4 separate regions of the Sus scrofa genome follow, and regions 2, 3 and 4 are each linked to region 1. Evidence: chromatin contacts called from public Hi-C and promoter capture Hi-C data. All regions are on one chromosome and are shown on one strand. Each heading gives the region's core, a stretch centred on a gene start, on an enhancer-like site or on the middle of the called end of the contact. The rest is flanking DNA. Distances are from core to core; before and after follow the strand shown.

The links. Promoter capture Hi-C pulls out the DNA fragments that hold promoters and counts their contacts. Hi-C and Micro-C count contacts between places; a contact is called where the count stands out from the background.
Region 2: a contact with region 1 is called in a Hi-C map of skeletal muscle, with 6 times the contacts expected there. The contact joins the promoter of EVI5L here to the promoter of XAB2 in region 1. A contact is called at or near these places in 3 of 47 Hi-C or Micro-C datasets (heart right ventricle, liver and skeletal muscle).
Region 3: a promoter capture Hi-C map of liver shows a contact between it and region 1, with 2.7 times the contacts expected there. The contact joins the promoter of MAP2K7 here to the promoter of XAB2 in region 1. A contact is called at or near these places in 1 of 5 promoter capture datasets (liver), 1 of 47 Hi-C or Micro-C datasets (epiblast stem cells) and 1 of 2 datasets of contacts at active chromatin or transcription factors (alveolar macrophages).
Region 4: a Hi-C map of skeletal muscle shows a contact between it and region 1, with 5 times the contacts expected there. The contact joins the promoter of TIMM44 here to the promoter of XAB2 in region 1. A contact is called at or near these places in 4 of 47 Hi-C or Micro-C datasets (heart right ventricle, liver and skeletal muscle) and 1 of 2 datasets of contacts at active chromatin or transcription factors (alveolar macrophages).

Annotation. Positions count from the first base shown.
Region 1 is chr2:71,519,662-71,522,454 of Sscrofa11.1, forward strand. It overlaps XAB2 (pre-mRNA-splicing factor SYF1), which reads left to right and starts at 1,373. Exons shown (of 19, transcript XM_003123151.5): 1 at 1,373-1,500; 2 at 2,607-2,755. The coding sequence starts at 1,450. PET100 (PET100 homolog) reads right to left here and starts at 1,159. Exons shown (of 4, transcript NM_001097466.2): 1 at 1,114-1,159; 2 at 348-434; 3 at 164-196. The coding sequence starts at 1,140.
Region 2 is chr2:71,364,413-71,367,199 of Sscrofa11.1, forward strand. EVI5L (EVI5-like protein) reads right to left here and starts at 1,424. Exons shown (of 19, transcript XM_013994706.2): 1 at 1,241-1,424.
Region 3 is chr2:71,306,728-71,309,753 of Sscrofa11.1, forward strand. It overlaps MAP2K7 (dual specificity mitogen-activated protein kinase kinase 7), which reads right to left and starts at 1,705. Exons shown (of 11, transcript XM_003123197.5): 1 at 1,209-1,705. The coding sequence starts at 1,332. It also overlaps a transcript of LRRC8E not described here.
Region 4 is chr2:71,270,512-71,273,262 of Sscrofa11.1, forward strand. It overlaps TIMM44 (mitochondrial import inner membrane translocase subunit TIM44), which reads left to right and starts at 1,267. Exons shown (of 13, transcript XM_003123200.5): 1 at 1,267-1,418. The coding sequence starts at 1,374.

The sequences.
Region 1 (2,793 bases), core at 123-2,622:
TGGAAGCCTGTGCCAATTACAACCAGGGTCTAAGTGGGATTAGGTTCAACCTTCAGGGAGAGGGCGGTAAGGAAACCACATGTCCCTCCACTCTCAGTCCCATCATGGCAATGGGGAGCCAGGCCCCTCTGTCCTCTGGCGGAAAGAAGAATATGTCTCTTACCTGGTCCTCCTTCTCGGGGGGCCACAGCTCCCTCTGTAGGGACAACAACACAGTTGGAGCCACAAGCCAGGAGCCTCCAGAGCCCCACACCAGGGCCGGGTCGGCTCAGGGGAGGCAGACACTGGTGCCCAGCAGATTGGTGCCCCCTACCCTCCCCCACCCCCTGGAATGAACCTGTGCCCACCTTGCGCTGTATGACATAGTCCTCAAACCACTCGGCCTGATTCGCAATCCAGAACATAGCCACAGGGAAGGTGAGGTAGATGGTCATCTGGAAGGGCAGGAGTCGGATGAGCAGGGCAAGGAACTACTACCTCTGCCCCCACTGTGTGGGGGCTGCTCAGGGCCTGGAGGACCATTCTCTGGCAGAGACCAGGGATACCCCTGCAGCCCCAGAACCCCCCAAAAATTCCCACCAAGGGTACAGAAGCCACACACCTTAAAAAGTCTAGCCCCATAATCCAAGAGTCCTTACTGCTGAAAGCCCCCTTTGAGGCCAGGAGATTCCCTTTCAAAGAAAGACATGCACACACACACAGGCCCCGGGAGCAGAAGAGCTCATAGAGCATAAAGGTATCTCTTTGAGACCTCATTATCCCACCCCCCGTCAGACCCCGGAGAACCCCCAACCCCAAAAGGTCTCACGCTTCAGTCTACACCCCTAAATCTAAGAGTGCCTGCCGCACACGCACCATGAGCCCGAGATCTGCTCCAGAGCCTGGAGCGTTTCTTCCTAGAGCCCCCTCCCTATATCCCCCCTCTCAGAGGGCCTTCCTCACATGAGCCCTCCCAGAGCCCCCAGCCCAGGGCCCCCTCTTCAGGGTTTCAACTGTAAAGGTTGAAAGGCTTTCGCCCCCAGAGCGCCATCTCTCGGAGGCCCCCCTTTTCAGAGTCTCCTCATCCAGAAAGACCCGGCGCCCAGCGGTCCAACCGCTCCACTGCTCACTGACCCGAAACACCTCCAGCTTCACGCCCATCTCGCTCCTCTTGGGCTTCAAAGCCGCTTCCGCCCAAAACCAACCTTCCAGCAAGACTGCCGCTCATTAGGGGTCGGCGGTCTCTAGTGCTGAAACCGATTGGCCTGAGGAACTCTCTGGATGACGTCATCTTCGGACGCTTCTTCCTGTTTCCGGTAGCTGGCGCTGTCTAAGAGAAAGTCAACAACTCAGGCCGCGCTATTGGGAAGGGTTCAACCAATAGGAAAACGGATCTGGCCAGAGAGGGCGGCCTTCAGTCTGAGACGTCATTATAGCGCGACTCCTGCCAGTACCTGGAGCGCCCGGAAAATGGTGGTGATGGCGCGGCTCTCGAGAACCGAGCGGCCGGACCTCGTCTTTGTGAGTTCGCGGCGGGGCCGAGGATGGCTCGCGTGGGCACTCTGAGGCTTAGATGCCTCAGGGCATTGGGGCCTAGCCGCCCGAGGGAACTAGGCTAGAGCTTTGTCGGCCCGAGGGTAGGAAGAGCATTACGGGCCGGAGACGGGGACCAGGCTAGTCAAGAGCAAAGGGCTGGTGCTGGAGACCAAGTGGTCTGAGTAAAGAGCAGGTGGTCTAGATTAAGGGCTTGGCGTCCTGGTCCTGCGGCGGAAATGGGAACGCGCAGAGAATGGGAAGGAAGGGAGACGAGCTAAATCTTGGGAGGCCTGATATTTGAAGTAAAGGCATAGTGACCAGTCTAGGGTTCTGGTTTCAGTGGTAAAGTCTTGGTGTCCTGGGTAGTGGTCTAGGTCATGAGCGTTATAGTTTCTGGGATAAAGGCTTGGCATCTGAGAGAGAACCCTGGAATTGGAAGTAAAGACCTAGTGAGGTGAAGCTGCTCAGGCGATGGCCAGTGGAATCCTGAAGACTCAAAGACTTGGTGTTTGGAGTGGAAGCCTGGCATCTCCATGAGATTCCTGGTGTCTGAGTTAAAGGCTAGGCATCCTGTCCAAACCTTTCTCTCTGAGATAAGGGTCTAGCTTCCAGCTTCTGGAGGCAGAATTGAGCTAGACTCTGACTAGCGGGAGCCTGAGGTGCCAAAGGTCTGGTGTCTGAGAAGAGGTATATTGTGAAGAGGTAAGACATGGTGTCAAAAACAACAACAACAACAACAAAAAAAAAAAAAACACCAAAAAACTTGTTGTCTAGGGCAGAGGCTTGGTGTCTAAGGAGGCTGCTGATCTGGGCCAGAGACTGGGTACCAGAAGAGTGATGTCTGGGTGGTAGTCTCATGTCTAGCCTAGAACCCCGTGACCAAGGAGTCTGATGGTCTGGCTCAGATTGTAAGCAGCAGAATTCTGAGGGGTGAAAGGATAGATCAGAGTCCTGGGATATGGGCATCTGGTGACCAGGCTCTGATGGTGGGAACTGGGACCTGGGTAGGGGTCCGGAGCTTGGCGTGGAGTGGTGCTGCCCTCAGGCTCTGAGGGTAGGGTTGTCTTCTCCCCGTTCATCGGCCCTGGCAGGAGGAAGAGGACCTCCCTTATGAGGAGGAGATCATGCGGAACCAGTTCTCCGTCAAATGCTGGCTCCGCTACATTGAGTTCAAACAGGGTGCCCCGAAGCCCAGACTCAATCAGCTGTACGAGCGGGCGCTGAAGCTGCTGCCCTGCAGGTGAGGTTGGCTGCAGCTGCTCTGCCTGTCTCAGCCCC
Region 2 (2,787 bases), core at 174-2,673, 160 kb before region 1:
GTGTCCACCAGGGTACTGGGAGATTCTGGGTCACTCTGCCACCTCCAGGACCCCAGAGAGGGAGTGGGCTAGGGAGGTTGGTGTGTTGGGAAGGCTGGGTAGCTGCCTGAGTCTCTGCCTGAGCTGGGAGCTCTTGGTCCAAGGAGGAGGCATGCTAAAGCGCTGAAGAGCCCTGTGAATGTGGGTGTGTTGGGAGAGGGTCCCAGTTGCCTGGGTCTGTGTTGAGGATAAAAGTGTCTGACCCTGTGTGTGTGTGTCCATGTCAGGGGCTCCTGAATGTCTGTGTGTGAGGGGTCCAGGGTCTGTCCGTATGAGTTGTTGGGGGTATATGGGTACTGATTTGTTGGGTCCCAGGTGTGTGTGGCATGCGCACACCTGAATGTGTGAGTGGGGCCCTCTGAAAGGTGTGTGTCCTTAGGTGGGGGAGGGGGTTCAGAACATCTGTAGGGAGGTCCTGAGCATGAGGTGAAGGTGGATTTTCAGGAAGCAGTGATCAAGACAAGTCAAGATCAGGGCTGTATGTGGAGCTATTGGAGTGTGCTGAAAGACCCCAGGAGTGGCTTTCAGGGGTGCCCTTGGCCATGGGGCTGCTGGGAGTGGCAGATGGGCAATCAGGCTGAGGTGAGGCCTGTGAGCAGAAATCCTGATTTACAGAGACTGGAGAGGGGGGTCCTGTGGGGTCAGAAGGCTCCAAGGCTGGTATCCTTGGGGATGGGGGTACGTCTGAGCCCAGAGATAGGATGTGAAGTGAGGGGAGGGACGGCGTGGCAAGGGGGTCTACAGATGAGAGGGGAACCTGAGGGGTTGGGACAGAGGGAGGGCGGGGGTCCTCCGCTTCCTGGAGGGCGCTTGTAGGGGGCGGGTCTGCGGGGTGGGGGCAGAGGGAGCCCTGAAGAGACCGGGAAGGGGTCCTGAGGGTCAGTAGAGAGGGTGGTCAGGGGTTACGGGCCCGAGGAAGCTTCTGGGGAGGGGGCTGCGCCGCGGAGGAGGACGCCCGGAGGTGTCGGAGGTGTCGGGGAAGGGCCCCTGAGGGTCGGGAAGCGTCGGGAACGAGGGTGGGCAGGGGCCGGGGCCCGAGGTTGACGGCCAGGGTCCGTGCTAGGAGTGCCAAGGGGTCCCAGCGCGGGTTCTGGGGAGAGGGGGCCCTGAGTCCCGATCTTGCCCGGCCCCCGCGGGCCGCAGCGCGGAGCCGCGGGCCTGAGAAGGCGCCTGGGAGGCCTGGCCCGCGCCGCCTACCTACCTGCGCCGAGCGCGCCGCCATCGCCGTGCCGAGCCTAGCCGTCCCCGGCCGCGCCGCCGGATCCCCGCCGCGCCGCTCACCCCGCAGCCCCGGCCCGGCCCCTTCAGCCGCCCCCCGGGACCGCGGCCGCCGCCGGCTCCGCCGCTGCCATTTCACCCGCTGACAGGAGCCGCTGCCCCACCCCCGAGGCCCAGTCAGCCAATTCGCCGCCCCAAGGAACTCCGGCTCCGCCCATTGGCCAGGAGTGACGGTGTTCCTGGCCAATCCGTGCACATTCCGTAAGGAGGGCCCTGGCTACGGCCAGAAGGTTGACTCCTTTAAGGAGAGAAGCGAATTAAACTTAGGGAAGCAGTGAGGGACGGGTGGTTTTGCCTATCGGAATGTGGAATCCTGGTGATCAACACATGGCAGGGCCAATAGCGAGGAGAGAGGGGTGTGTCTCTGAGGGAAGGCTGAGTCCCTAAGGAACCCCAGACAGGGGCAGGCAAGCGTTTGGGTCTAAGCCCCGCCCAGAACCGGGCTTTTTGGCCCAATAACGAGACGTCCTGGGACGGCCATTATTATCTGCCCCTCAAACCTTGGCCATGGCAACTGTTGGGCCTCTATAAAGAAGAATGACACCCAGGGAGCCAATGACACTGAAGGAGGGCGGTGAAGGGACGCTCTCTGGCCAATGAGTTCGTGAGATTGATCTGAGGTTGGCCTCCGGGGCGGTGGGGCTTGGGGCTTGAGGCTTGGAGTGAATGAAATAGGGGCGGGGCTGAGAGGGGCGTGGCCTAGATCATCGTTGGGGCGGGGGCAGATAAGGTAGAGGCTAAAGGGTTGGGTCCGGGAAGGGGGGTTGCCAGAAATCCCTAAGGCGGCGGGGAGGTGGTGGGACTGCAGCTTCACTAACTCCAACTCGGTGCTAGCGGTGGGGCTTTTGGGGTTGGGGTGTCACACCAAAGACTCAGGCAGGTCCCCTGCCCTCGTCTAGTCAGGGTTAAGTATATTCTCTGAGGCTGAGAATCTTGTTCCCGCATTAAACTCTGAGCACGCTTTTATCCTTGCTTGGGACACGGCCCTCCCATCCCCCACCCCATCTAGACGGGGTGTGTGTGGAATGCAGGACCTAGGTCAGGTCTCCTCGGGATCCCCAGCGTTTCTGAGAAGGGGCCCAGCCCATGGGAACTGCTTGTAACTGATGAATGAGCGAATGGCAGGCCAAGACCCTATCAACAGGAAAAGGAAGTTTAGGGGACGATCAAAACAGGCTGGCCCCTTGTGGGGCATTAGAAGCAGTTACTGATAGCCGGCAAGACTTAGCAAAAATGACACATTTCCACCTGTCACAGAAGAGAGAGTGACACGGTAAGTTCACAATGGAGGCTGGAAGTGGGGAGACGGACATGGAAACGAGAGGGCTGGAACCCAGAGTGGGGAGTGTCAGGACCTTCTGAGGTTTGAGGTCTCAACCTTCTAAATAGTGGGTAGGGGGGGTTCTTCTGGTTTGGGGAACAATGAATGACACCCAGCCACATTCCCTGCCTCTGTCCATCTGTCGCTGC
Region 3 (3,026 bases), core at 455-2,954, 210 kb before region 1:
TGGCAATTTGCTAGCTCAAGAGAGACACAGGGAGTTCCCTGGTGGTTCAGTTGGTTGTTTCACTGCTGTGGCAAGGGTTCAATCCCTGGCCCAGAAACTTTCACCTGCCCCAAGTGCAGAAAAAGAAAGAAGGAAGGAAAAAAGACACAGATACCATGTGTGGGGGTTGCTGCTGATCAGGCCTTTGGGGAGGGGGAAAATCTGAGTAACTCTGAGCTGAGGGGATATGGGGAAGGGGTTCTGCAGAACATAACAAAGAGATTAGATGTGGTGGTGGTGATCCCAGGCCAGGTGTGGGTGTTGGGGGTCAGCTCTTGATTTCAGATGACACGATGCCAGGGAGGCAGGCACTGAGATCATGGGACAGTGGCCTCATCTGTCCCTGGGCTGGGTGGGTGTGGGAAAGGAAGTCACTTAATTCAAGGTGACAAAACTACTACGCGTGTGAGTTGGGTGTGTATTTCTGGAGGAGCTGGAAACAGTCACCAAGATGGTGACAGTGAAACCACTCAGAGAAGTATGAGGAAGGGCGGTGTAGACTGGGGGTAGGCTGCATGTGGGAGGGGGTCTGCTGAGCCTAATGACAAGATCCCAGAGTGCAAAAGAGAGAGCTACTGACAGAGTCACAAGGAGGAAGTGGGAGAATCATCTGATCAGAGAAACAAGCGGTGATTATATGTGGTCAACTGACTTTAGGTGTCCCCAGGCCAGGTGTGGGTGTGTGTGTTAACTCAAGGACCTAGGTGCTGGACGAGGGGAGGGGACCTCTTGACACAGTCACTGACATGCGGGAGTGGAATCAGGTGGTGAAAAGGGTTGTGTACACGTTTGCGGAGGAGCTAGATGTGGTCACGGTAGCAGGGAGTAGGAGGAGCTCGGCTTAGAATAGGTGAATGAGGCTCCGAGGATCACGGTGACGGGAACGGGTCATCAGGTGGGGGGTCTTCGCCTGGAGCCGGGCAGCTAGGCTCCCAGGCCCCATAAGGGGAAACTCCCCAGACAGGGGGAGTAATGCCCGGGAGCTCGCCAACCCCATGCCCCTGGGTCAACGTGACCCTCTCCCGGCGAGCAGACAGCGGGGAGTGGGGCGGAAAGGAGGAGGAGCAAGAGCGCCCCGGAAGCGGGGGCGGGGCCTGGCGGCGGGGGCGGGGCCTCCCGCGGCGCGCGCCCCGCCCCGCCCGCCCCCTCCCCCACGCCGCCCTGCTTACTGGGCCTGGGCCGCTGGGGGCTGATATCCAGGTTGAGGTCAATCCTCCGCCGGGCCTCGCGGTTCTCCTGCTTCAGCTTTGCCTCCAGGCGGGACAGCTTCTGCTCCAGGGAGGACGCCGCCATCTTCCCCGCCGCCGCCACCGCGCACCGCCCGGCCACCCGTCAGTCCGGCAGACAAACACCGCACTGCGCCTGCGCTCGGTTGACCCCGCCGAGCCGCCGTCTCGCTCCGCACGGCGCATGCCCGCGGTGTGCACCCGCCCTCCCCTCGTGCGAACCTCCGCGCTTGCGTGCTTCGTCCTAGCCGGAGGGATGCCGCCACCTAGAGCTCGCGGCTGGCAACGTGCAAGTCCTCGCCAAGTGATACGCACGCGCGAATTCCCGTGCGCTCCGGCTAGAGGCGCTGTGTGGAAACCCACTTACACATTCCGCAAAGAGCGGTGGGCGGAGAAAGCCGCGCGCAAGCGTACAGAGGGGGAGAGGAGGTCTTGCGTGTGGCAGCTGCTGCGCATGCGTAGCCTTGGCTCTGTTCCTGGCCTCTGTCCCGGGTGGTCGCCCGGGGTGTGTCCTAATCCTTCTTTCCCTTCCCTGCGCGGCCCTCGCTGGCACCCGCACCCTCTCAGAACCGCCTTTCTTGTCTTGGACAGTACTTCATTGGGATCCCTGTTATACTTAATTGCTGCCTCCTTACCATAATTAGGCAGCCGTGGGAAGCCCTTTCCATTTCAACAGGCTCAGGGTTGGCCGAGGGCTTGCAGGAGGGGCGGAGTAAGGCTCAGGCTACTGTCGGGGCCCTGGGAATCCAGCAGCGTGACTCCTGATCTCTGCAACGGGAGCCAAGGACAAGGGCAGAGAGTACCAAATCAGACTTCTGTGGGACATTTTAAGGCTTCCTTCATTCACTCTGCCTCCATCCTGGACAATGCAGAAAATAGGCCCTGAGGCTAGATGCGTCTGCCAGGCGCCTTTGTGCCTTTAACTGATCTGAAGAGTGCTGGGGAAATGTCCCCATCTGGAACCCCAGGTCCCGCTGGAGAGCTTGCCTCTTCTCCCTGGTGCCAGGAGGAGGCTCGCATTTTGCAGACTCCACGGAGGTGGCGATCTCAGGAGGCCAGGGTTGGTCAGGCTGTGTCATTGCCCTGCTGGCTCCGGCACAGGAACACTGTGATGGGCTTTAAAGGCTTTTAAGGACTCCTCTGGTGACAACTTTTGGGTGGACCAGATCCAAATCTATGGAGCCAGGGGAATAACAGGGAAGGTAAAGGAAGAGCAGTTCTCCAGGGAAAAAAGCTAGGCAAAGGATGCCACTGATTTTTTTCTAGTTAGCAGAGCTCTCTCTGCCTCTGCTACCAGTACAGAAAAACATATACCCTTGATTCTGGCACATGTCTGTCACCACTTGCCTGTACTTGGTCTGGTGAAACCAAAGGCTTAGAGAGGAGTGGACACAAGAGATCGGAGTTATAGTTCTCATAATTAGTATTATTTATTAAGCACCCAACAGCATACCCTGCTTCACAGAGGGAACTCTTTTTTGACTTTTTAGGGTGCACCTGCATATGGAAGTTCCCAGGCCAGAGGTCTAATCGGAGTTATAGCTGCCGGCCTATGCCACAGCCACAGCAACACCAGATCCATTAACCCACTGAGCGAGGCCAGGGATGGAACCTGCGTCCTAATGGATACTAGTCGGGTTCGTTACCACTGCGCCACCACAGGAACTCCCACTTAGGGAACATTTGAAGATCCAAGTCCCCGCCTGTCCTCAGGAAAATGTACCCTCCACAGCAGGTTTGTTTGGGTTTTTTATTTTGTTT
Region 4 (2,751 bases), core at 17-2,516, 250 kb before region 1:
ATCTACGACCTACAACACAGCTCATGGCAACGCTGTATCCCTAACTCACTAAGCAGGGCCAGGGACTGAATGCGCATCCTCATGGATACTAGTGGGGTTCCTTACAGCTGAACCATGACAGGAACTCCCAACATATATATCTTAAAATCCAGCCTACTACAAAAATGGGGGAGAGAGGGTTAAACCTGTTGATTATCCCCTCCCAGTCTCCTTTACAGGCTCCTCATTCTCCATTTGGGCCTTTGATGTGCCCGTCTGACCTCCTGTCCCTGGGCACCTCTGAAGCACAGACTTTCCTTTGGGGAACAGATCTGTATATCCCAACCATTTAACAAGTTTGCTCCTCTTCGAGTAAAGATATTTCAAACAAAGCCAGAATGGAAGCCCTCATCCCTTCTCACTTGGAGGTGGGCTCCGGAGGGACAGAGAATTTAGATCTCTCCAACCCTGAAGCCAGGGAGTGTGTTGCCTCCTTTTCAAGTTCAACAAACTTTAACCATAGTTGAGTAACGAAAAAAGTTTCAATAGGGCAAAGGCAACAAACTTTAGCTCCCCCCCAGGGTACCAGCCCACAGCCCCTCCCTAGCTTCAGACTGCACGGCCATTGTCAAGGTACCGCCACTTGGTGGCGGCATTCTCGAAATGGAAAATAGTTCTGGGTGCTGACATGACAGAGGCCTGAGCTTCTTCAGGGCCAGGTGTGTCACTTCACACTGAATCGATGGAGGGAGGAGTGACACCCAGTCTGGTCTCAGCTTCTCTTTTCTGGACCAAAACCAACAGGTGCCTTCCCAAAGTGCTGTACAAAAGTTGGTTCATTCTTGAAGGAACTCACTTGCCAGTCTGTTGATCACTGCTAGTCATAGCCAGTGAGAGCCAGAGTAAGTCGCTATGGAGCTGGTCCTTTGGTCAGTCAGAATCCAAATGAATCGGTCCTGGGGCAAGTCGCTGTGTCTACAGGTTCCTCGCAAACACGCGATCCCCGCGTGGTCTGTAGGAGAATCGCTGCTCGCAACAGAATCCACGCCCTCCGGTTCCGCCCCTTTGCAGTCTTATCCAACTATAGGTCTCTATCTCACAGGAGTGCTCGTCCCCCAGACCACATCCAGTCTTAGGCCTCGCTCCTCCTAATTCTACCCTATCAGAGATCTCCCTATTAGAAGTTCCCCGCCCCATCAGGCCTCGCCCCTACCATGGACCTTGCTCTCTCTACGGCCCCGCCCCCCTTGGGAGCCCTGTCCAATAACAGGACTGTCCCTCTCATAAACCCCGCCTTCAGGTCCCCCTTTTCCCAGGCTCAGGGCGCACCAGGCAGACGCGGTGGGTGACGCCATCGGATCGCGCTGCGAGAAGGTCATACGGGATCCTCCAGCATGGCGGCGGCGGCGCTGCGGGGAGGCTGGTGCCGCTGCCCGCGGGTGAGCAGACGTGCGGAGCCAGGGAACGGGCCTAGGGAAGCTCCGGACCCGTGACCTTCAGAGCTTCTTTCTCCCCAGGACTTTGGCCCTTTAGGCCCTGCCCTGGTTTCGTCGAGAAGCTCATAGTTTGGTCCCTTGGGTCAGCCGAGGCCGGGGCGGGGACCCGGGAACGAGAGCCCCGGAACGAGGTCCCCGGAGCGAGGCTTGAGGGCGGGGGCCGAGCGTGTCCGGCTGGGGGTGGCAGTGCACCGAGCCGGGCAGGGAGCAGATCGCCCCTCACTTCCTGGCCGGACTCCACGTGCACCAAGGAGTGAATGGTGTCCGTGGCTCACAGTGGAGAAAAAGTGGCGAGAAGGCAAAAAAACGTGACAATCACAGCTCACCTTTATATACCAGGCCCCCTACCTAGAACATTTTCTGCTTCGCCTCTTCTAATCTCTCTGAAAGTGCGAAAGGTAGTTGTTGCCCTGGCTAAGAGCCTGGGCTCTCAGAAGTGGTGGTGGTGAAGACCTGTAAAGTGCATTCAGAAAATAGTACTCACGCTGCTGCTGCTTGTCGCTATTTCACAGGTTAGGAAACAGAATTCCTAAGTATGAAGCTAGTCCCAGAGCTAGTGGGGTGCCTGACCTGGTCCAAAACAGGTCAGTCTGGCTCCGAAGCCAGATTCTGGAGAAAGGAAAATATGTCATAGGAATCTTGAGTGTCAGGAGAAAGATTATGTTTTTGACTCAAGACTGAGGAGTTTTTTTTTTTAACAGTTGGGCTATATGTCATTTAGTGGTTGAATTCACACCTGTTTTGATTTGCGCCCAAGACTGAAGGAGAACCAACCTCAGATTTGGTCCTGCTGTGAGATTTTTCTCCCAAGTTAGACAGACATCCACTTTTTTTTTTTTTTTTTTTTTTTTTTTTAAGGGCTGCACTCTTGGCACATGGAAGTTCCCAGGCTAGGGGTTAAATCGGAGCTGCAGCTGCCAGCCTACCCCACAGTCATAGCAATGCCAGATCCAAGCTGCACCTGTGACTTACACGGCAGCTCATGGCAATGCCAGATCCTCAACCCACTGAGTGAGGCCAGGGATCAGACCTTCATCCTCATGGATACTAGTTGGGTTCATTATTGCTGAGCCACCACGGGAACTCGCCTATGGCATGGGGAGGTTCCTGGGCCAGGAGTCGAACCTGTGCCACAGCAGTGACCTGAGCCACTGCAGTGACAAAGCCAGATCCTTAACCCACTGTGCCACAGGCGAACTCCTACAGCCATCCACTTCTATTTCAGACTGTTGCTGAGGTCAGTGACTCTGGGATCAATGGGTGTAGGCATTTAGAG